Regions from separate parts of the Sus scrofa genome. Here all the other regions are linked to region 3. Evidence: chromatin contacts called from public Hi-C and promoter capture Hi-C data. All regions are on one chromosome and are shown on one strand. The core of a region is the stretch at or near the end of the contact, and the rest is flanking DNA. Distances in the headings are between cores, read along the strand shown.

Region 1 (5,105 bases), core at 298-2,797, 340 kb before region 3:
TGGGGACAGCTCTAGGACTGATTCACCTTTTTAACTTCAGGGCCTTGCACATAAGTATTTATGGTTTCTTGAATGAAAATGTGGACAAATCACCCTGTGACACGTTATTGGATGTATTTGTTATCCTCTTTTCTTCTTTCTTCACCTGTTGACTTCTTTCCTGCTGTGTGTGTGCAGAAGATCCAGCTAGCCTTGGGGCCAGCACATGATGAGGTCCGGTAAGCAGTAGGTACTCTGTAAAGTCCTGCTGGGTGGCTAAATGGGAGAAAGAGGCCTACACTGAGCTTCAGAACTACCTCCCATACCCAGCAGCTACCTGTCCCCAGCCTCTTCATCAGAACATCAATCCACAGCTCTGTTGGATTGTGTAGGAAAGCACTTTGAAGCAGTAAAAAGCTCTGCCAATACTATATAAACTACCATTGATTTACCCAATACATCTCTTTTGGAAATACAGATAGAAGGCAAATTAGGAGTTCCCGTCGTGGCGCAGTGGTTAACGAATCCAACTAGGAACCATGAGGTTTCGGGTTCGATCCCTGGCCTTGCTCAGTGGGTTAACGATCCGGCATTGCCGTGAGCTGTGGTGTAGGTTGCAGAGGCGGCTTGGATCCCACGTTGCTGTGGCTCTGGCGTAGGCTGGTGGCTATAGCTCCGATTAGACCCCTTGCCTGGGAACCTCCATATGCCGCAGGAGCGGCCCAAGAAATGGCAAAAAGACAAAATAATAATAATAATAATAAATAAATAAAAATTAAATTTAAAAAAAGGCAAATTAATTTTGTAAAAATTAGTCTTGTCTGGTAATGCCTTTTTTTGTTAGCAGAGTTTACATGATACTTAAGCACTGTTCATTGCTGAGCCAAGTAGTGCACTATGATTATTCCTTTCACTGTACAACCATCTGTTTTCTCTCACATTGGAAACAAAATCATTTTTCATTTGCTTAGTTTTCTAAGTATCACCCAAATATTCCATCAGGCCTCTCGATATCACTATCCACGTGCTCAGAAGTATTAGAAAAATCCACTACAAATAAAAAATTTTAAATGCTTAAGGCTATAAAGGAAATCATACGTTTTCAGTCACCTACCCAGCTTCCCATCAAGGAGAGTTCCTCTCGTTCCAGCTGCTCGGAACCGCGCGTTCCTGCATCTCATCTAATCCTTCCCTCTGCCCTGGGAGGCAGGTATTCTCATCCACACCCCACAGGTGAGTTAACTGAGCCTCAGAGAGGTATAGCGACCGGTCGCCACGCCGCGCGGCGAAGGGCGTACGGGGGAAGAGGCGAGGATGGCTTCTCCCGCGAGGCCAGTGCAGGACGGCCCCTCGGCGATGAGTGAGCCCCGCAATCCCGGTCTCGGGCTCCTTTCCACTTCCTTGGGAGCAGCCTAAGGTCGCTTCACTCCTCTCTGCCGCCTCCCAGCTTCGCCCGCCCCATCCAGGTCCCGCCCAGCCCAGAGGTTCCGCCCAGCCCAGAGGGTCCGCCCACATGTGGGGGCCTGCTCAACCCTATTCGGACTCCGCCCTGTCTCCGAAACCACGCCCCTTCCGTGCTGTGTTTCGTGGATCGGCGCTTCCGTTTCCGGCGGTGCGAGTGGAGGTTCGTGGCAGGTCAATGGCGGCTGGTGGCAGCGATCCGCGGGCTGGTGATGTAGAGGAGGATGCCTCACAACTCATTTTTCCCAAAGGTGCGGCCTGGGGCTTCCCGACTATCCCGGTTGTCCGGTGTGGTTGGCGTAGGCCTAGCTGGGGCTGGCGGGCGCGGCGAAGGGCCGGGAGGAGGGGGATGCAGGCCAGCGGGGAGCGGTACGGTGAGAGCAGGCCAGCTTGATTGCACACCTACCGCTCTGGAGCCTTCGGCGCCCAACTCCGCACTGGCTCTGGGCGGCCTCTTACTCCTGTTTAAGTAATTCGTTTTATCTGATAAACTCTGCGAAGTTCTGGAGGGATGTGTCAAAGATAAAACCGGCACTAAAGGGGTCAGGACCGATTTTAATCAGTAATATACCATTGCAGTAGAGAAAAGAGTCAAGCGTAGACTAGTCCCAACTTGGATTTGTAGAGAGGTGACTGAACGTTTTAAAGAGAGAATGAGGGAATAGGGAGAGGTGAGCGGGGCTTACTAGGGTCAGGGAAGTGAAAAACTACGAAAAATGGGAAGAACAAAGTATAGCATTTGGAGTGAATAAGCGGTGAGATTCTGCTGTGTAGAAATGGGAACTATATCTAGTCACTTGTGATGGAGCATGGTGGAGGATAATGTGAGAAAAAATATATATGTGCATGTGTGACTGGGTCATTCTGCTGTATAGTAAAAAATTGACAGAACACTGTAAACCAACTCTAATGGAAAAAATAAAAATCATTATTAAAAGAAAAATGGGAAGAGAAGAGTTGGTCAGTTTGAAACCCATTTGGATTTGTTAACTGTCACTTAGGAAAATTAGGCTCCTGAGAGTCTGCTGTATAGCACAGGGATCTGTGTATAATCCCTTGTGATGACACATGATGGAAGATAACGTGAAAAAAAGAAGGTGTATAAATGTATAACTGGGTCACTTTGCTGTACAGCAAAAATTGACAGAACACTGTAAATCAACTATAATAATTTTTTTTTTTTTTTTTTTTTTTTTTTTTAGGGCCGCACCTGCAGCATATGGAGGTTCCCAGACTAGAGGTCTAATCGGAGCTGCAGCTGCTGGCTTATACCATGGCCATAGCAACATGAGATCCGAGCCGTGTCTGTGACCTACACCACAGCTCACAGCAATGCCAAATCCTTAACCCACTGAGCAAGGCCAGAGGTTGAACCCGCCACCTCATGGTTCCTAGTCGGATTCATTTCCACTGTGCCACGACGGGAACACCAAAAAATCAGGTTCCTACCCTCCCACTTCTGCTCTGGGCTGGGGATGGGGGCTCTATCTCCAGGAGGTGGCTGGAATAAATAGTGAATTATTTTGGCAGCCTTTAGTTTTCATAGGCAGCTATTTTATTTTATTTTACTTTATTTTGTTGATTTTTAGGGCCACATATGGAAGTTCCCAGGCTAGGGGTCAAATCCGAGCTGCAGCTGCTGGCCTGCAACACAAGATCCGAGCCTCGTCTGTGACCTACACCACACACAGCTCTCGGCAACACTGGATCCTTAACCCACTGAGCAAGGCTGAGGATCGAGCCCGATTCCTCATGGATGCTAGCTGGGTTCATTACTGCTGAGCCACAACTGGAGCTACTTATAGTATAGTTCCTGTTATAGGCAGTTACTTTAAAGGAGCTAGACTCATCCCAGGAATGCAGTTAGAAATCATGTAATCTTGAGCTGTTAGAAATCATGTTAGTGTTTTGTTCAAGTCTGTGGGCCAAAGTTGAGTCCTAGCCAAGAAGAGGGTGCAAAGGATTCTGCCTAGAGTTTGGTCAGAGAGAGAATCTTTGTCACGTGGCAGCAAGTAAAACACATTTTTGCTATCAGGAAACTTCCTTTGTGCAGTGTGATGTACTTAGTTTGTAATTTAGAAACCCAAAATGAGTAGAAAACTTAAGATATTATTTATTAAAAAATAAATAAAATGCCTTTTGTCTTTTTAGGGCCGCACTTTTGTCATGTGAAGGTTCCCAGGCTAGGGGTCTAACGGGAGTTGTTGCTGCTGGCCAACGCCAGAGCCACAGCAATGTCAGATATGAGCCACGTCTGCAACCTACACCACAGCTCACCGCAACACTGGATCCTTGACCCACTGAGCGAGGCTAAGGATCAAACCCGCAACCTCATGGTTCCTAGTCAGATTTGTTTCCGATAAGCCATGACAGAAACTCCTAGAAAGCTTAAGATTTTAAAATGTCGTATCTTAGGAGTTCCCAAGTAACTCAGCAGCAACAAACCTGCCTAGTATACATGAAGATAAGGTTTAATCCCTCACTCACTCAGTGGCTTAAGGATCTGGCATTGCCATGAGCTATGGTATAGGTCCCACGGCTAAGATCCCATGTTGCTGTGGCCGTGGTATAGGCCAGCAGCTATAGCTCCGATTGAACCACTAGCCTGGGAACCTCCATTTGCCACAGGTGCAGCCCTAAAAAGCAAAAAATAAAATAAAAAATTACTATATCCATAGTAAAATGTGAAATTCCCCTCCCTTTCACCCTGAGGAAACTACTGTAAAGTTTCTAAACTGCTCATTTATGAATACATACATGTACATTCTTTTTCTTTGCAAATGTAGGATTTTGCTATAAAAATTACAGATTTTTTTTTTTTTTTTTTTTAGCCATATGTGCAGCATGTGGAAATTCCTAGTGCAGGGATGAAACCTGTACCACAGCAGTATAGCACTGGGTCCTTAACATACTGCACCACAAAGGAACTCCTCTTTTTCTTTTTTAAGGTGTTGTAACAAAGAGGGAGGATGTTTTCTTTTCTTTTTATTCTTTATAGGGCCGCTCTTGCGGCATATGGTTGTTCCCAGGCTGGAACAACAGCTGCCAGCCTTTGCCACAGCCACAGCAACAAGGGATCGGAACTGCATCTGCAGCCTATGCCACATCTCATGGTAGCACCATATTCTTGACCCAATGATTGAAGCCAGGGATCGAACTCATGTCCCCTTGGATACTAATTGGGTTTGTTACTTCTGGGCCACGATGGGAAATCCAGAAGCTGACTTTTGAAAGAATGTCTTTGGGAGTTCCCGTCATGGCGCAGTGGTTAACGAATCCGACTAGGAACCATGAGGTTGCGGGTTGGTCCCTGCCCTTGCGCAGTGGGTTAACGATCCGGCGTTGCCGTGAGCTGTGGTGTAGGTTGCAGACGCGGCTCGGATCCCGCGTTGCTGTGGCTCTGGCGTAGGCTGGTGGCTATGGCTCCGATTGGACCCCTAGCCTGGGAACCTCCATATGCCGCGAGAGCGGCCCAAGAAATAGCAAAAAAAAAAAAAAAAAAAAAAAAAAAAATGAAAGAATGTCTTTGGTTGACATTTATGCTTCTCACAAACAGAGTTTGAAACAGCTGAGACACTTCTAAATTCAGAAGTTCACATGCTTCTGGAGCATCGAAAGCAACAGAATGAGAGTGCAGAGGATGAACAGGAACTTTCTGAGGTCTT
Region 2 (4,900 bases), core at 2,309-4,808, 510 kb before region 3:
ACTTCCTTGCCATGCAAGCCACATGGCTGCTTCCTCAGGCCATATACCAGAGTCTCTAGACTGAGTCTTGCAGTCTGACAGTCGTCTAGAATGTAACATGGTCAGGGAAGTGACATCTCATCACCTTTGCCATATTAATTTTTTTTCTTCTATGGTTGCACCTGTGGCATAGGGAAACTCCTAAGCTAGAGGTTGAATTGAAGCTGCAGCTGCTGGCCTATGCCACAGCCACAGCAATGCCAGATCCAAGCTGCATGTGCAACCTTCACCACAAATCCTTACCCTACTGAGTGAGGCCAGGGATTGAACCGGCATCCTCATGGACACTATGTTGGGTTCTTAATCCAGTGAGGAATTCCCACAATGGGAATCCAATAGTCTATTGATTAGAAGAAAGTCACAGGTCCTGCTACATTCAACAAACCCCAGGAGGGGGACCATGAGGGGTCATTCTAGAGTCTGTTAACCATATGGAACACAGGTACATTTGGGGGAGGGACAATGGTATAGAACATGGTACCTGGAGGAGACAGACCCTGAGTTTGGTCTGGGTAATAAACCAGATAAAGGTCTTTTTTTTAATTTTCTTTTTAGGGCTGTGCCCAAGGCACATGGAGGCTCCCAGGCTAGGGGTCAAATCAGAGCTACAGCTGCCAGCCTACACCACAGCCACAGCAATGCAGGGCCCAAGCCACATCTGTGACCTACACCACAGCTTACGGCAATGCTGAATACTTAACCAACTGAGTGAGGCCAGGGATCAAACCCACATCCTCATGGATACTGATCGGGTTCATTACCACTGAGCCACAGTGGGGACTCCCTGAAACATGTATTTTCCTTCAAGTATCCACCATGTGAGGGACTAGAGACAGAAGTGGATAAAGCAGAGACTGTCCCTGGTAACTAAGGAGAATTCAGGTTTCATTCCTGTACTATGGATGTGTTTGTGATTATACTCTGCAAATATTTGTTGAATCCTTCCTGTTGACAGGAGATATAAAGAGTAATTTTCCCTCAACCTAATCCAGGAAGAATACAGGGGATATGAGTAGTGCTATAACAGGGATACTGAAAATGCTCCATGGACATATTCTGTAGGTGGGGCAAGGCGAGGGATTCAAGGCAGGCTTCCTGGAGAAGATAAATCATTTTCCCCCAGTACAACATTGTATTATTGGCAGCATTTTGCCACATGATTGCTGAGGGGTAAAGCCTCTGGCATTCTGGCTTGAGCAAAACACTGGAAGCCAAGCTGTGTGTGGAGAATTGGTGGAAACTATTGTCGCTAGAGTACCCAGTGTTTGGAGAGGTAGGAGGGACAAAATTATTAAGGCCTTTGAACTGGGCTTAGAGGTTTGAAATATATTCTGAAGTTATGGGAACATTATGGCCGGGAAGAACAGATTCAGATAAATGCTTTAGGAAAAGAACTCTGTGGGAGTTCCCATTGTGGCTCAGTGGGTAACAAACCTGACTAGTATCCCTGAGGATGAGAGTTCGATCCTTGGCCTTATTCAGTAGGTTAAAGGATCCTGCATAGGTCACAGATGTGGCCCAGATCCCGTGTTGCTGTGGCTGTGGCGCAGGCCAGCAGCTGCAGGTCCGATTTGACCCCTAGCCTGGATACGTCCATATGATGCAGGTGCAGCCCTAAAAAGCAAAAAGGAAGGAAAGAGGGAAGGGAGAGAGGGAGGAAAGAAAGAGAATTCTGTGCAGGGTAGGTTGGGGTAGGAATGACTTGAGTGGGGTAAGGACTACTATAATCCAGACAGGAATTAATGAAAGGTTGAGCCAAGGCTATGGAAGTGGCTGGAAAGGAAGTACAGAGTACATATGGTGACTCTGGGAGATGGAAGCACAGAAACCAAAAAGAGTAAAACCAAAGGCAGAGAGAATGGTGACACCATTAATCCAACCCAGAAATCAGGAGGTGAGGCTAATCAATACAAGTGTTCAACATGTTAAATCTCAGGGGCTTGTAAGACATATGTTTGGAACTGTAGGTGTACAACTCAAGACAGAGGTCACTATGCAGATAAAACTGAGTCATTTTCAAGAATGATGCTGTAGGAGTTCCTGCCGTGGCGCAGTGGGAACGAATCCAACTAGGAACCATGAGGTTGTGGGTTGGATCCTTGGCCTCCATCAGTGGGTTAAGGATCTGGCGTTTCCACGAGCTGTGGTGTAGGTCGCAGACGTGGCTCAGATCTGACGTTGCTGTGGCTGTGGCATAGTCCGGCAGCTATAGCTCTGATTAGACCCCAAGCCTGGGAACCTCTATGTGCCACAGGTGCGGCCCTAAAAAGATAAAAGACAGAAAAAAATGCAGAAGAATGATGCTGTAAATTGTGAGAGTGTATTAAGCTACTTAGGAAGATAGTGTAGCATTAAGAGAGGGTCGGAGCCTTGGAGAAAAGAGAAGTATAAAACAGCTGAATAGGGGCAGAAGAAGAATCAGGAGAGAGTGTGGTTCTGGAGGCCAAGGGAAGACCATTTTAAGGAGGAATTCCTGCTCTTAAACTAAGCAAGGACCACTGAGTGAAGGTGAGTAGGTTAGTGGAGGGAGCAGTGTAAGAAGAGGCAGGAGCAGGCAGAGTCTAGGAGAGAGATGGCTAAAGTATATCACGTCAGTTACTTATAGAAGAAATGTGAGAAGGGAAGAGTGTTAGAAAGGAAGATGTCTTGAGAAAGGAGAGGGGGCATAGCCTTGAGCTGCCCTTTTTGTACTAAGAATGTAGCTGTGCACGAAAGGAAGAAGGGATTTGAGCCCCATTTATTTCCTATCGCAAAACTCCAGACTAATTTACCGTCTAGGAAGATTGGCGGAGGGACATAATCTCTAGTATCAGACTCATTCTGCTTTCGCAGCTTTGGCTAAGACTTCCACAGCCGTATAACTCCAACACTCTACCCCAAACAAAACAAATCACCACCACCTCCCTCCGCTTCTCCGTAATCCGGAAAGTCTGAGCAGGTGCACCGCGCCTGAGTCCTGCGCCAAAGGCACCTCTCCGAGCCCGCTTTAACCCGAGTGTGCTCGGCTCCCGGCCAAGTTCCCCACGCAGCGAGGCCAGTGCAAACCCGACTGAGTCCCTTCGTTTCCGTGCACCCGAGCCTCCCATGACGCTCAAGCTTCGCGGGTCATGGCCTCAATGGGGACATCAAGTCCCACACGCAGCGCGGAGAATCCAGTACAGTCCGGAAAACCCTCAGCCCTGCCTGCGGCCCCTTCGGTACGCTGCAGTCGGCCTCCATTACCCTATTCCCGCGCCGCAACTCCCTCGGAAAAATGAAACCTGGTGCCATCACATGAGGCAAAAGGGTAGCAGCTTTTCACTAGGCAAAGAAAAACGGCAGAACCGTCGCTAAATAGCTAAGGGGTGTGTTGCTTCGGCCGGGTCGCCAGGACGCCCCGCCCAGGCCCGCCTTCTCAGCACCAGAACTACCTTTCCCAGAGGCCTCTGCAGCCCCGAGGGGCAGGCCCGTCCGCTCTCCACTCATATTGAACGGTGATTGGCTTTCCCGGATGAGGGCGGGGCCTACCCCAGCCAGTGGGTGAGAGGCTCGTTACGGCGGCGGAAGCAGCGGCGCTGGGCAGAGGGGTGGGGGACCGAGTGCTAGCGCCTCGGCGGCGGCGGCGGGTCCTGGAGCCCGAGGACGTCGGCTCCGCAGGCGGAGAGCGCACGGGAACCAGCTCGAGGCGGCAAGGCGGCCACTCGGCGCAGCACTCAGGTAATGGCGGGACGTGCGCCCAGGAGGGGAGGGAAAGGGGAGGGGAGGAGACGAGGGGGCGGGGCGGCCGAGCCGGGCTGCAGCGTCCGTCCCGCTGCGCGTCCCCAGAGAAGGGCAGCGGTGCCTCGTTTTCTGCGGCGCGGACCTGTACTCTTTCGTGAACTGAGCACGGCAGTTGGGCCGGCTGCAGGGGCCGGGTGTCCTGCGACAAGGAATGGAAAGCCGTCGGGAAGGCTGGGCTGAGTTGGGCTTGGGGGCGTGGCGGGCGTGGGCCTTGGCGGGGAAGCTGAGAGGCCGGGGGAGCGCGGGCGGGCGGGCGGCCCAGGGAGTTTGGCTCCTGGAGCAGTTTAAAGTGACTCTCCACATCCGGGCCCTGCGCCCGCCGCTTTCAGACCCCGACCGAGGCGGGGCCTCCCAGCTCCCCGCCCCTCTCGCCGGCAGCTCTTGTCTTCCTCTGCCATTGGCTCTTCCTCGGGGGTTTGGGCTGCCCTGGCGAGGCTCGCGCCTGATTGGCTGGCAGTCGGCGGGAGGGTGGGGCGGGATCACAGCGCGCAGGCCGCGGTGGATTGGTGCAGGCCCTGGAGTGACGCACCCGGCGTGGGGCCAATGGGCGGGCGGGGGAGGTAGGAGCAGGTTCGGGGAAGAGGACTGGAGCAGAGCGGCGGCCGGGGGGCCGGGGTGAGTGGGGTCGGCGGGACTGGACAGCGACGGGCCCGAGGGGCGCTGCGGCACGAGCGGTCCTCGCGATCTCGGAGCCCAGCGCTGCCACCGCATTGGGTCCTCCGCAGCACCCCCGGCCCGGCGAGGTTGAATTAGGAGGGGCGGGCGGCGGCTGCAGGTAAAGAGGCACACTGGTCCTGGGGCTCCTCAGAACGCCTGCCCCCCTCTCCAGAGGATTCAGAGACCCGAAGTATCAGGAGACCTGTGTTCTCTGATCTCGGCGGTGGGCTTCACGGTGGGGGGTAGGATTGCGGGCTAATCAGGGATATCGGCAGAGCTTGGCTCCTGAGCGAAAAGTGGGGGTAGATTTTAGAGAAGGTGGTGAAGGTCTCAGTTCCTTTTGGCTGAGCTGGGGTCTGTGAAAGGGGCGGGAGATGGGGGGGTCGGAGAGAAATCTGTAAATGGAGCCTGTGCAGGATAGCATTGAAAATCCCTTTTGCGTCAG
Region 3 (4,861 bases), core at 705-3,204:
TTTCCAAATGAGACAGGTTCAGGGGTGGGGGGATGCAAATGCTATAAAATTTGATTGTGATGATTGTTGTACACCTATAAATGTAATACAATTAAAAAAATAATAAAAATACTAATCCTCTTGTAATTGCATTATTTAGCCCAATTACTTTCATGACTGTTGATCTTGTACCTTTGGTGAAGTAACAAGATCTTTATTGGCAGGATTTACACTGCGTTCCCTTTCATTGAACCAATTCCTGGACTTCTGCCCTGTTCACTCTGCCTTAATTTACATAGGTATGGTCTCACCCATTCTCTTTAAAAGAGAACTTAGATACTGGGACTTCTTCTATTAGATGAATATTTAATTTTGTGCCTTTGGTTCCAGGCACTGTTAATTCCTTGCTCTCACAATTCTCAAAACAGCCTGAGATGTCATTCCTACCTCTGAAGGGGCAGACTTGAATTTAAAACCTAATTTCCACCATACAGGGGAAAGAATGCCCATGAACTCTCTTGCAAGAAAATGAGAATTTCCAGAGAGAAACCATCCATCTTTCTTTCTTCTCTTTCCATGTTCTTTTCTGGAGCCTAGCATTGGGTTCTGCCAGCATATTCTGACCGGCTAACAAAGTATTCCAGGGTTATCAAAGCTGAGATGTAGCTTGACTAATGGCATTCTGAGAATTCATAGCATAGCCAGCACCAGAGAATTCACATATCTCAACTCCACCGTATGAGGTGGACCTTTCAGGGCACCACCTGAGACCTTATAATAGGCTAGGCATGCCCAGAAACCCAGTCCAAGATATATGCTTTGTCAACTAACAAAAGGCCCTATTTCTGCAAGGCTATACCTCCTAGGAAATAAATATTTGCTTATACTTCCCCTGGCCCTCCTCCAATTAAAAGGCAATAACGTCGTCCTCTTTAAGACAAAAACAATCAAGCAAGGAAATAGACTTCATTCCGAGTATTGCAAATGAAGAGCACTCCAGATATGAAGATCAGTTTGTCTACGCAGGATAGTTTTATGCTTTCATAGGGAGGAAGGTAGAAAAAATTATGGATTGACTTGCAGTCAGGAAATATCAGTCAAGTAAACAGAATATGCTTATCTCTGTATCTAGCTAGTTTTAGAAGAGCAAAGATGTGAACAGGAAATTGAAGGGGTCTGAACCTGCCCTTATGAGCAGGTTCAGGAAGAAGGGGAAAGGTCTTTGACCTTGTCACAGGTAAGCAAGTGGGTCTTCTGTAAGTCTTATGGAACTCATGAAAAAGAGCAGAGAGTGAGTTTTACTTAAGAGACAAGGAGAAGAATGGTACTACTCTACAGTGAGTTGAACAGGTCTGTAAGTATCTTAACCACTGCTGTTTCCCAGGAGTATACAGGGCTCAAGGAAAGCACTTACAAGGCTCAAGTAAGGTTCAAAAATGTTATTCTTCTCCAAGATTTCATCCAGGGGCCCTTCTGGATGCAAAACCCTGTACTTCCTATCATTGACCAAAAGGCTTCTTAATATGGAAATTCAGTCGTTTTTTTAGAAAGGAAGAAAAATGCCTTGAAAAGAGACTCTTTTGATCATGCCACTTAGTAAAGCATCATAGCGCGTTAGGCTTGGAACCACAAGTCCCAGAGAGCAATGCGACACTGCTTCCCCGTACTAAAGGCGGGAATCAAGAGCCTCGCTGCATGACGGGAACGATAGTTAATTACCGTAGCATGGAAATTTTAATTTTAGCGGGTCTTCATTTTTCGGAAGATCCTCAAACAAGGCGCAGACGGAGAGCCAATAAGGTAATATTATCATCTCCATGGGAACCAGAGATAGGTTCCTCCAAAGGGAGGTTTTAAACTGCAGTTTCGACTCCCGCTCTATTTTCCCACTAGTCTCCTTTCCGGCCGTGCCGTGCGTTATTACCGTCGCGTCTTCTCATTGGCCGGGTGACAGATGACGGCGCTTGCGCACTGCATTCTTTTGAGGGTCGTGGGCAGACGCCATTTTGGCCCTAGAGGTGCTTCTGGGAAGTAGAGCGCTGACCCACACGCTTTGCCCGCCCGCCGGGTTGGGCCTCTGCTGCTGGGATTTCTAGATCAAAGGGTTCTACCGCTGCCTGTTGCCTTATTCTCCGCACTCTCCAAACCCTTTGGTCGGGCGGGAGCCTCTGAGCACCGGGCCGCGCCATCGGTGGTCACAGCGCCGGGAAGGAGGTGACGGGGGCGGCGCGGGGCGCAGACACTCCCCGCCGAGAGCCGCCTGAAATGGACTCGGAATATTACAGCGGCGACCAGTCAGGTGGGGCAGGGACCTAGGATACAGGGCTGGGGGCGGAGTGGTTACTTGGCAGAACTTGGCCTCGCACCCGGCGGGAAAAGGGGGAGGCCCCGGAGACGTTCCTTTGCCGGACTCGGCCCGAAGAGGACCGAGGCAGAGCGGGGAGAGCCCGCCGACCGGCTGCGGGCCCCGAAGTTGGAATCTTGGAGAGAGGATTCTAGGGGGACAGCGGTCTTCTGAGTCGGCTAAAGGTGTTGAGATTGGGGAGTAACTTCTAGGTATTAGGCGCTTTCTTTGTGCAAAGTAATAGGGAAGGTCTCTCCTGATACGGGACTTTTTTTTTTTTTTTTTTTTTTCCCCCCCTTTTCAGGAGTTGAGAGTATTTTTCGAGAATCCAAGGGGTATATGAGGGTATGATATCTTACCTCCTCCAGACGTTTCACTCGGAGTTGGGACTAATTCGATCTCGCCTGCAAACTAGTTTCTCCCATTAAAGAAAATGTAGAACACTTATTTGAGTTGTATACATATTTTAGAATATGTATCTCTGGGACTTAACTGGTGATTTTGGTGCCCGTCCTTCACATTGAGAGCTTTCCTTTTTCTCCTCGCTTGAGTTTGTTCTCTTTTCTTTTCCTGTTTACTCAACGAGCTCTCTGTCCCACTCCGCTAACTCTGTGCTAGGCACTGGAGATCAAGAGACGAATAAGGCAGGATCTCGTGGGGAATAAAAACGTTTCTTTTGCTTCCCTTTGTGTCCTAGTTCCATTGAGTATTCTTTATCAAAAAGTGCTTAAATAATTTTCTGAGCGTTAACTACCTTCTTTTCTGTTTTGAGTTACCTTCAATTCCTTATATGACGGCGAGTAGTAATGACAATATACTGCTTTAAACGTTTTTTCCTATGTTTTCAAATTAGTTGTCACTTCATTTGTGTTTTTAAATTATTTTTAAACAAGTACTTCATATAAAGTGCTGAAAGACATGAAAAGTTAGTTCCTTGAATGTTCATTTTTTAAGCTGTTTTTTGTTTTATTCCTGTATTCCTAATTTATGTTGTATCTTAGTGCATCTTTTTTAGGCATTTTGAAATGATTTCCTTTTATCCTAGGACTAGGATTTTAGCCTCTTCTGTGCCCTCTTCTCCCCCGTATTTTAACTGTTAAAATGTAATTTTTATTGACTAGTTAATAAAATATTAAATATATTAAAATTTATGCTTTACTCCTTAGCTAAGTAGTCATAAACATGTAGTGATTTCATTCTTAAACAAATTTTGGTTTTCTTGTAATTGTCTATAGTTCATTTTTGAAATTTATTTATTTTGGGAGTTCCCATTGTGGTTCATCAGGTTAAGGACCCAGCATTGTCTCTGTGAGGATGTGGGTGTGATCCCTGCCCTTGCTCAGTGGGTTAAGGATCTGGCATTGCCTCAGGCTGCAGTGTAGGTCACAGATGAGGCTTGGATCTGGTGTTGGCTATGACTATGGCACAGGCCTCAGCTGCAGCTCTGATTGAACCCCTCTCCCAGGAACTTCATTCCATATGCTACAGGTGCAGCCATAAAAGGAAAAAAAAATTTTTTTTTAATCAAACTTTCTAACCAAGGCTTCCCATGTCCTCCAACAGCCCTACATTCCTCTCAGTACAATTTTACCCTTTTTTTTTGGTTGATCTGCAGCATATGGAGCCCCTGGGCCAGGCTTCAGATCCTAGCCACGGTAGTGACCTTACGCTGAATCCTTAACTCACTGGCCTGAACTGGAGATCAAACCTGTGTCTCAGTGCTCCCAAGACGCTGCTAATTCCATTGCACCACAGCAGGCGCCCCTTACTTTGCATTTTTAAAGTATGCTTAAAGGTAGGTTGCAATTCGTTTTATAATAATAGTGTAGTAGTATACGCTCTCTCTTAAGGAGTTTGAACAATTTCTGGACTAGAGTTCTTTGTACTCTTCATTCATAAACAAATACTGTACATCATGTACAGAGCAGTGTTCTGAGCTCCAGGGATTCAACAGCGAACCAAAATCCCTGCTCTTTTGGCACTTGCATTCAAGTGAGGAAAGACCCACATTAAACAAAATTAACTTGGTAAGTTGTGTAGTACATTTAGAAGGTGGTAAGTGTGTGCTGTGGAGAAAATAGACTGTTATTTTAACATAAAGATGAAATAAAGTGCATACTGTTATTTAGAGTTTGTTGACTCGGTGATGTTTCCTAAGCTTCACATTCCTTTATGTATTTTCGCTGCCACATGTGTGAATAATACATGTTATCATTATTGGTGTTTGTACAAGTATTATACTGTTGTCTTATTCACAAGTTAGCATCATTAGTTATACTTCATCAGTGGTAACCTTTGCTCTTACATTATTCTTGATTCATTGTGTTCATTTCAGTTGTAGATGTCATCCATCTTACACCTTAAGTGGGTTTTTGTTTTATTTTTAAGCAGATGATGGTGGCGCTACCCCAGTACAGGATGAACGGGATTCAGGGTCAGACGTTGAGGATGATGTAAATGAGCAGCACTCTGGATCAGACACTGGAAGTGTAGAACGTCATTCAGAGGTATTGGCTAAACATCTTTGGGGAGGCTTTT
Region 4 (5,447 bases), core at 18-2,517, 300 kb before region 3:
ATTCTTGATTCATGTTGACTTAAATTTTTTATCCTAAAATTAGAAGGCAACTTGTTTGTTTTAGTTGTATTCTTAACTTTCTATAAATGGGATCATCCAGTGTCTTCTTTTGTGCCTGACAGAAGGAAATTTATGATATTCATCAAGTTTGTTGCATTTATCAGTAGTTACAGACAAACCTTTTTTGTTTTTTTGTTTTTGTTTTTTCTGCTTTTAAGGGCTGCACCCACGGCATATGGAAGTTACCAGGCTGGGGGGCAAATCGGAGCTACAGCTGCAGGCCTATGTCACAGTCACAGCAAGGTGGGATTGGAGCTGCATCTGGGATCTACACCATAGCTCAGGGCAACACTGGATCCTTAACCCACACAGCGAGGCCAGGGATGGAATCAGCATCCTCAGGGATACTGGTCAGATTCCTTTCTGCTGAGCCACAACAGGAACTCCCAGACATACCTTCTTTTATTGTGCTTCACTGCTATTGCCTTTAAAAAAAAAAAAAAAAAACTAAGTGAAAGTTTGTGGCAACCCTGCGTTGTCAGATAAAGGATTTTTTTTTTTTTTTAGCAATAAAGCCTTCTAAAAGTAAGGTGTGTACTTGTTTTAACTTAGTGCTATTGCACACTTAAAGACTACAGTATAGTGCAAATATAACATATGCGCTAGATACCAAAAAATTTGTGATTCACTTTATTTAAATATTAGCTTTATTACAGTTGTGGGGAATAGAACACGCAGTATGTCTGAGATATGTCTGAATTTCCTGTTGCTACATAGTAGCTCACTGCATGACCACATCATAACTTGTTTACACAACTGCTGATGGGCGTTTGAGTTACCAGTGATTATTACAAACAACAACAACAACAACAACAAAAAACTGCTTTAAACATTGCTGTGCATGCCTTTGGTGAACGTATGCACTCAGCCCTCTTGGAATGGGACTACCGAGTCTCAGAGTGGGGGGATGCTAAACTTTAGGAGCGACTGTGTAAAGTTTTCCAAAGTGGTTGCACCTCAGGGCTCAATTTTTATAACCTGGTCTCAACTCTCAGTGAGGAAACGAGATAACCTAGAGGTATCTAAAGTACGAAAACTGTATGCTTGACTCAACTCCGAGCCTTCATTTAAATTCTCAAAATATTCTCAGGCAGGTGCTCTGATTTCACGGATGAATAAACGGGACTGCAGCACCACCCCGAATAAATTTCCTATTCAAATTTTGGAAACCGGGGTATTTTTGAAAGCATCAAGGTTAGCTCACAATGTGAAGAAAACAGGCGAGACCACCCGCTCCTCTTTCCTCCTCGTTCCAGACAGCGCCGATCTCCACTGAGCTGGAACAAAGGAGTTGTTCAGTGAAGCCACGTGGTTTGCAACAAGGTCCCGCCTCTCACCTGCACACATGCGCAGTTTGAACTCTAAAGAGCCCGTCGGCCCAGACGCGCGTGACGTAGTAGCGTATGCCGATGCGTGATGACGCATAGGCGTGCGCTCGGTGGTTCATAGGGGAAGATGGCGGCTGCTCTTTTGGAGGAGTGGGATTGAGACGGGCGGAGGGGGGAGGCCAGGAAGGAGAGACGTTCCCGGCTGTGAAGACCGACATTTCGCTCGCCAGTCATTGGGAGCTCTGCTCAGCCCCGGAGGGTGAGTCTGGCGGCGGCACGGGACCGGTCGCCTGCAGCAGGCGGCGGCACTCTCCGCCATTTTCCATCTCGGCCGTTGCGTGCTTTGGGGGCCTAGAGGGGCGCTTGGGAACAGGTTGGAAGAGCAGAGAGGATCTCTGTCTGGGGCTTTTTGTGGCGGTTTCAGCACTTAGGGGGGAGGGCTTGGAAGCTTGCGGCAGACCGGGAAAGGAGGGCATGGTAGGACTAAAACTCTGACTGGGGACAAGTGACGACTAGAAGACGTAGGTAGTAGTAAGGTTATGGATAAAGCTGTGAAGTTTGGAGGTGGAAGCGCGTTAAACTGAAATTTGGGGCGGGAGTGGAAGGGGTTGGGCCGAGAGTTGAATGAGTGTGGCTTTGAGTGGTTGGTTGAAGGGGTCACGGGAAGTTAGTTAATGAGAAACCTGTAAAACGGCGGAAGGTTTAGTCTCGTAATTATTATGGCTTGAAATCGGCAATTTTCACAGATATAAATCTAAAGCTTGACAGGCATAAAACCCCTGTTCCTCCTTTGGAACAGTTACATTCCTACTTTGTTTGGTTTAGATCATGTTCTCTGAAAATTCTTTAATAACTCCCTGCGCATCTCCAATTTTAAGTTGCCTTTTGGCAACTAGATTTTTAGGTTCTTAGAAAGCGTTCTTTTTTTTAAGGAAAGAAAAAAAAAGTTGGTACTTTGTTGTAAATCCCTGTGGTTGGTAGCTCTTCCGCAGAAAGGAGAAGGAGGCTGGTCGATAGGAATTCCCGTAATTGGATCTGTTTAAATCAAATCAGAAAAGCACAGGTTTTTGATAGAAAAGTCTCTCAAGAATGTTTTAAAGTAATTTCTTAGCAAATGATAGTAGGCTGTTGGAAACTTCGGGAGACATCAGAATTTGAAAAAAAAGATTTATGAGAAATACCTCGGGAGCAATGAGTTGACTTTTAAAGTACACTATGGAGATAGAGTATTACCTGTATCTCCACGCAGTGTTTTTTTTTTTTTGTTTGTTTGTTTGTTTTTGCCTGTGAACGTGATGCAGTGGTACATCTGTTTAATTCTGGCAAAACTTTTAGAGACTGTTAGTTTAAAGGAGTCATGTTAATTGTTCTCCTGATGTCTTTTTTCTTTTCCTAATAATAACTGCGTTTGACACCCATCTTTTATTGCACTTTTTAATTGATCTTCTTGCCTACAAGAAGGTTAAATATTTTATCGATTCCAGTTTGCTCTGAGGCTTGGAGTTTCATATTTATCTCTTTTTTTCTTGAAGTTTATGGGAAGAATTTGGTTAGAAAGTTGGCCTTACAATGCTTTAGGAAAAAAAAAATGAAGCCTTATCTATGAAGTTGGCATTGTTTGGTTGGTGGAAAATAGTAAAGGACAGATTTTTGCCATCACAGTTTTGTCTTGAGCTAAGGCTTTAGTTATACTTTTGGTAACCACTTAAGGTGCTTATTCAGAGTCCTTTGCTAAGTAACAAGCCTCTATACTTTCCCGTTACTTCCCAATACAACATGTTGATTATTGCCGAATTTCCAACGGTTTCATATTTCAGAATAAGAAAGTAAGGTAAAATAAAGCTTTATAACTATAACAGTATATTGACAAAGATAATAGTGAAAGGTTTTCACCAAGAATGTATTTATGTAATCCATTTGAGGCTGCTTAGGGGGAAAAAAAAACAACTTTTAGATAAGGTAGTATTAAATAGAGCCTGCAAATTAGAAGTTTTCATTATCAAAGTATATTTATTTAAATGCCATAAACTTAACAGCTTGTTTAAGCATTCCAGATTTGTTGTTTAAGACTCCAGATTGTCCTAGTTTTCTGCCAAACATTATTCCATGATTTTGTGTTGAAACTTTTGCTTGTTAGAGTTAATTCTTTTTCTTTTGGAATAGTGAACGTTTCTCTGAGACTCGTAAGTATATATAGTATTGGAAAATCTTACAGACATTACTCTCATCCTTTCTGGTTCTTGAACATTTTAATATTTTCTGGTAGACTGACTGACTTTATCATGTGTGTATTGTACCTTATATTCATAAATTTGAATGCTTTTACATTCCCAGAGCTGGATACAATTGGAAAGGGGAAGGGTTCTAGCAGTAGAAGACCTACCTAGGTTTGAATACCAGGCTTACCACTAACTAGCTTTTTCATAGTTGGTCAGTTACAGTCTGAACTTCAGTTTCCTTATTTATAAAAATATTAATTATGATATTTATCTCAAAGGTGAAAGGAAGTGTCTACTACATAATTCAGTAAATTTTGACATTTTTCTTTCTGTGACTTGAATTTAATTGAAGTCATTTTCTTTTTAAAAATTGAAGTATGATTGGAGTTCCCACCCTGGCGCAGTGGAAACGCATCTGACTAGGAACCATGAGGTTTCGGGTTTGATCCCTGGCCTCGATCAGTGGGTTAAGGATCCAGTGTTGTGGTGAGCTGTGGTGTAGGTTGCAGATGTGGCTCGGCTCCTGCGATGTTGTGGCTGTGGTGTAGGCTGGCAGCTGTAGCTCCGATTAGACCCCTAGCCTGGGAACTTCCATATGCTGAGGGTGCGGCCCAGAAAAGACAAATAAATAAATAAAACATTGAGGTATAATTGACATAACATTTTAACTAGTTTCAGCTGTTCAACATAGTGATTTGGTATTAGCGTGTATTGCAAAGTGATCACCCCAGTAAGTGCATCATCATACATCTACAAAGTTTTTTTCCTGTGATGAGAACTTTTTAAGATCCAATCACTTAGAAACTTTTAAATATGCAAGATAGTGTTATTAACTGTAGTCACCATGCTGTTTGTTACATCCCCTTAACTGACTTCTTTTAGAATTGAAAGTTTGTACCTTTTGAGCCCCTGTATCCATTTCACCCATTCCTCTCTTTCTCATTTTCACTTAAAAAATTAACTCAGGAGTTCCTTTCGTGGCTCAGTGGTTAACGAATCCGACTAGAAACTATGAGGTTGCAGGTTCGATCCCTGGCCTTGCTCAGTGGGTTAAGGATCTGGCATTGCTGTGAGCTGTGGTGTAGGTTGCAGATGTGACTCAGATCCTGTGTTGCTGTGGCTCTGGCGTAGGCTGGTGGCTACAGCTCCGATTCAGCCCCTAGCCTGGGAACTTCCATATGCCGCGGGAGCGGCCCAAAGAAATAGCAAAAAGACAAAAAAAAAAAAAAAAAAAAAGCTGTTTTTGTTGAAAACTTACTGATAATCTCATTACTCTGGTAAACTATTCCTTTCCCTGTGTTATTAAAGAATTTTGTGTAAATTTCTACTTAATGTGTTTTGGTTGGAGTAGTATCTTCACTACTTTGTCAGCTCTTTGAGGACATATGGTACAGTACCTTTTTTTTTTTTTTTTTGTATTCATAAAACCTAGGCGTTATAAAAGTTGGGGACTGAATGAATTTTCTATGAAAATGCTCCTCATGACTACTGGGATCCGTATTTCACACAGACCTTTTTTTTTAATTAAAAATTTTAAAATTAATTTATTTTTTTTATTATACACGGTTTATTTCTGCTCCTTGGGCCTTACTTGTGGCCTCTTTGCCTGTATCCCTCCTTTTAGATTATGTATATCCTGTCCACTCCTCAAATCCAGCTAAAATCTCATCCCATTAATGAGGTCATCCCATTAATGAGGTCCTCGGTGACTTTTTATTTATTTACAATTGTCTTTCCAGTTAGCCTCAGGTCTATATGACTGTCTTGTGTTACTTTGTGTCCTGTAGTATCTGCTACTGTGCGCTGATGGTTTTGGGCAGATCCTTGGGTGGGTTGACAA

What was found. Promoter capture Hi-C pulls out the DNA fragments that hold promoters and counts their contacts. A called contact is a pair of places that touch in the nucleus more often than the background predicts.
Region 1: a contact with region 3 is called in a promoter capture Hi-C map of liver, with 2.1 times the contacts expected there. The contact joins the promoter of POLR2D here to the promoter of IWS1 in region 3. A contact is called at or near these places in 1 of 5 promoter capture datasets (liver), 4 of 47 Hi-C or Micro-C datasets (embryonic fibroblasts, fetal skeletal muscle, mesenteric adipose tissue and 1 more) and 1 of 2 datasets of contacts at active chromatin or transcription factors (alveolar macrophages).
Region 2: a contact with region 3 is called in a Hi-C map of liver, with 6 times the contacts expected there. The contact joins the promoter of SAP130 here to the promoter of IWS1 in region 3. A contact is called at or near these places in 1 of 5 promoter capture datasets (liver) and 1 of 47 Hi-C or Micro-C datasets (liver).
Region 4: a promoter capture Hi-C map of liver shows a contact between it and region 3, with 3 times the contacts expected there. The contact joins the promoter of WDR33 here to the promoter of IWS1 in region 3. A contact is called at or near these places in 2 of 5 promoter capture datasets (fetal liver and liver), 3 of 47 Hi-C or Micro-C datasets (embryonic fibroblasts, heart right ventricle and liver) and 1 of 2 datasets of contacts at active chromatin or transcription factors (alveolar macrophages).

Annotation. Positions count from the first base shown.
Region 1 is chr15:59,478,084-59,483,188 of Sscrofa11.1, forward strand. POLR2D (DNA-directed RNA polymerase II subunit RPB4) reads left to right here and starts at 1,548. Exons shown (of 4, transcript XM_021076493.1): 1 at 1,548-1,691; 2 at 4,997-5,105. The coding sequence starts at 1,619.
Region 2 is chr15:59,308,843-59,313,742 of Sscrofa11.1, forward strand. It overlaps SAP130 (histone deacetylase complex subunit SAP130), which reads left to right and starts at 3,559. Exons shown (of 21, transcript XM_021076325.1): 1 at 3,559-3,735.
Region 3 is chr15:59,820,835-59,825,695 of Sscrofa11.1, forward strand. It overlaps IWS1 (protein IWS1 homolog), which reads left to right and starts at 1,955. Exons shown (of 14, transcript XM_021076423.1): 1 at 1,955-2,278; 2 at 4,715-4,830. The coding sequence starts at 2,245.
Region 4 is chr15:59,518,565-59,524,011 of Sscrofa11.1, forward strand. WDR33 (pre-mRNA 3' end processing protein WDR33) reads left to right here and starts at 1,268. Exons shown (of 22, transcript XM_021075457.1): 1 at 1,268-1,647.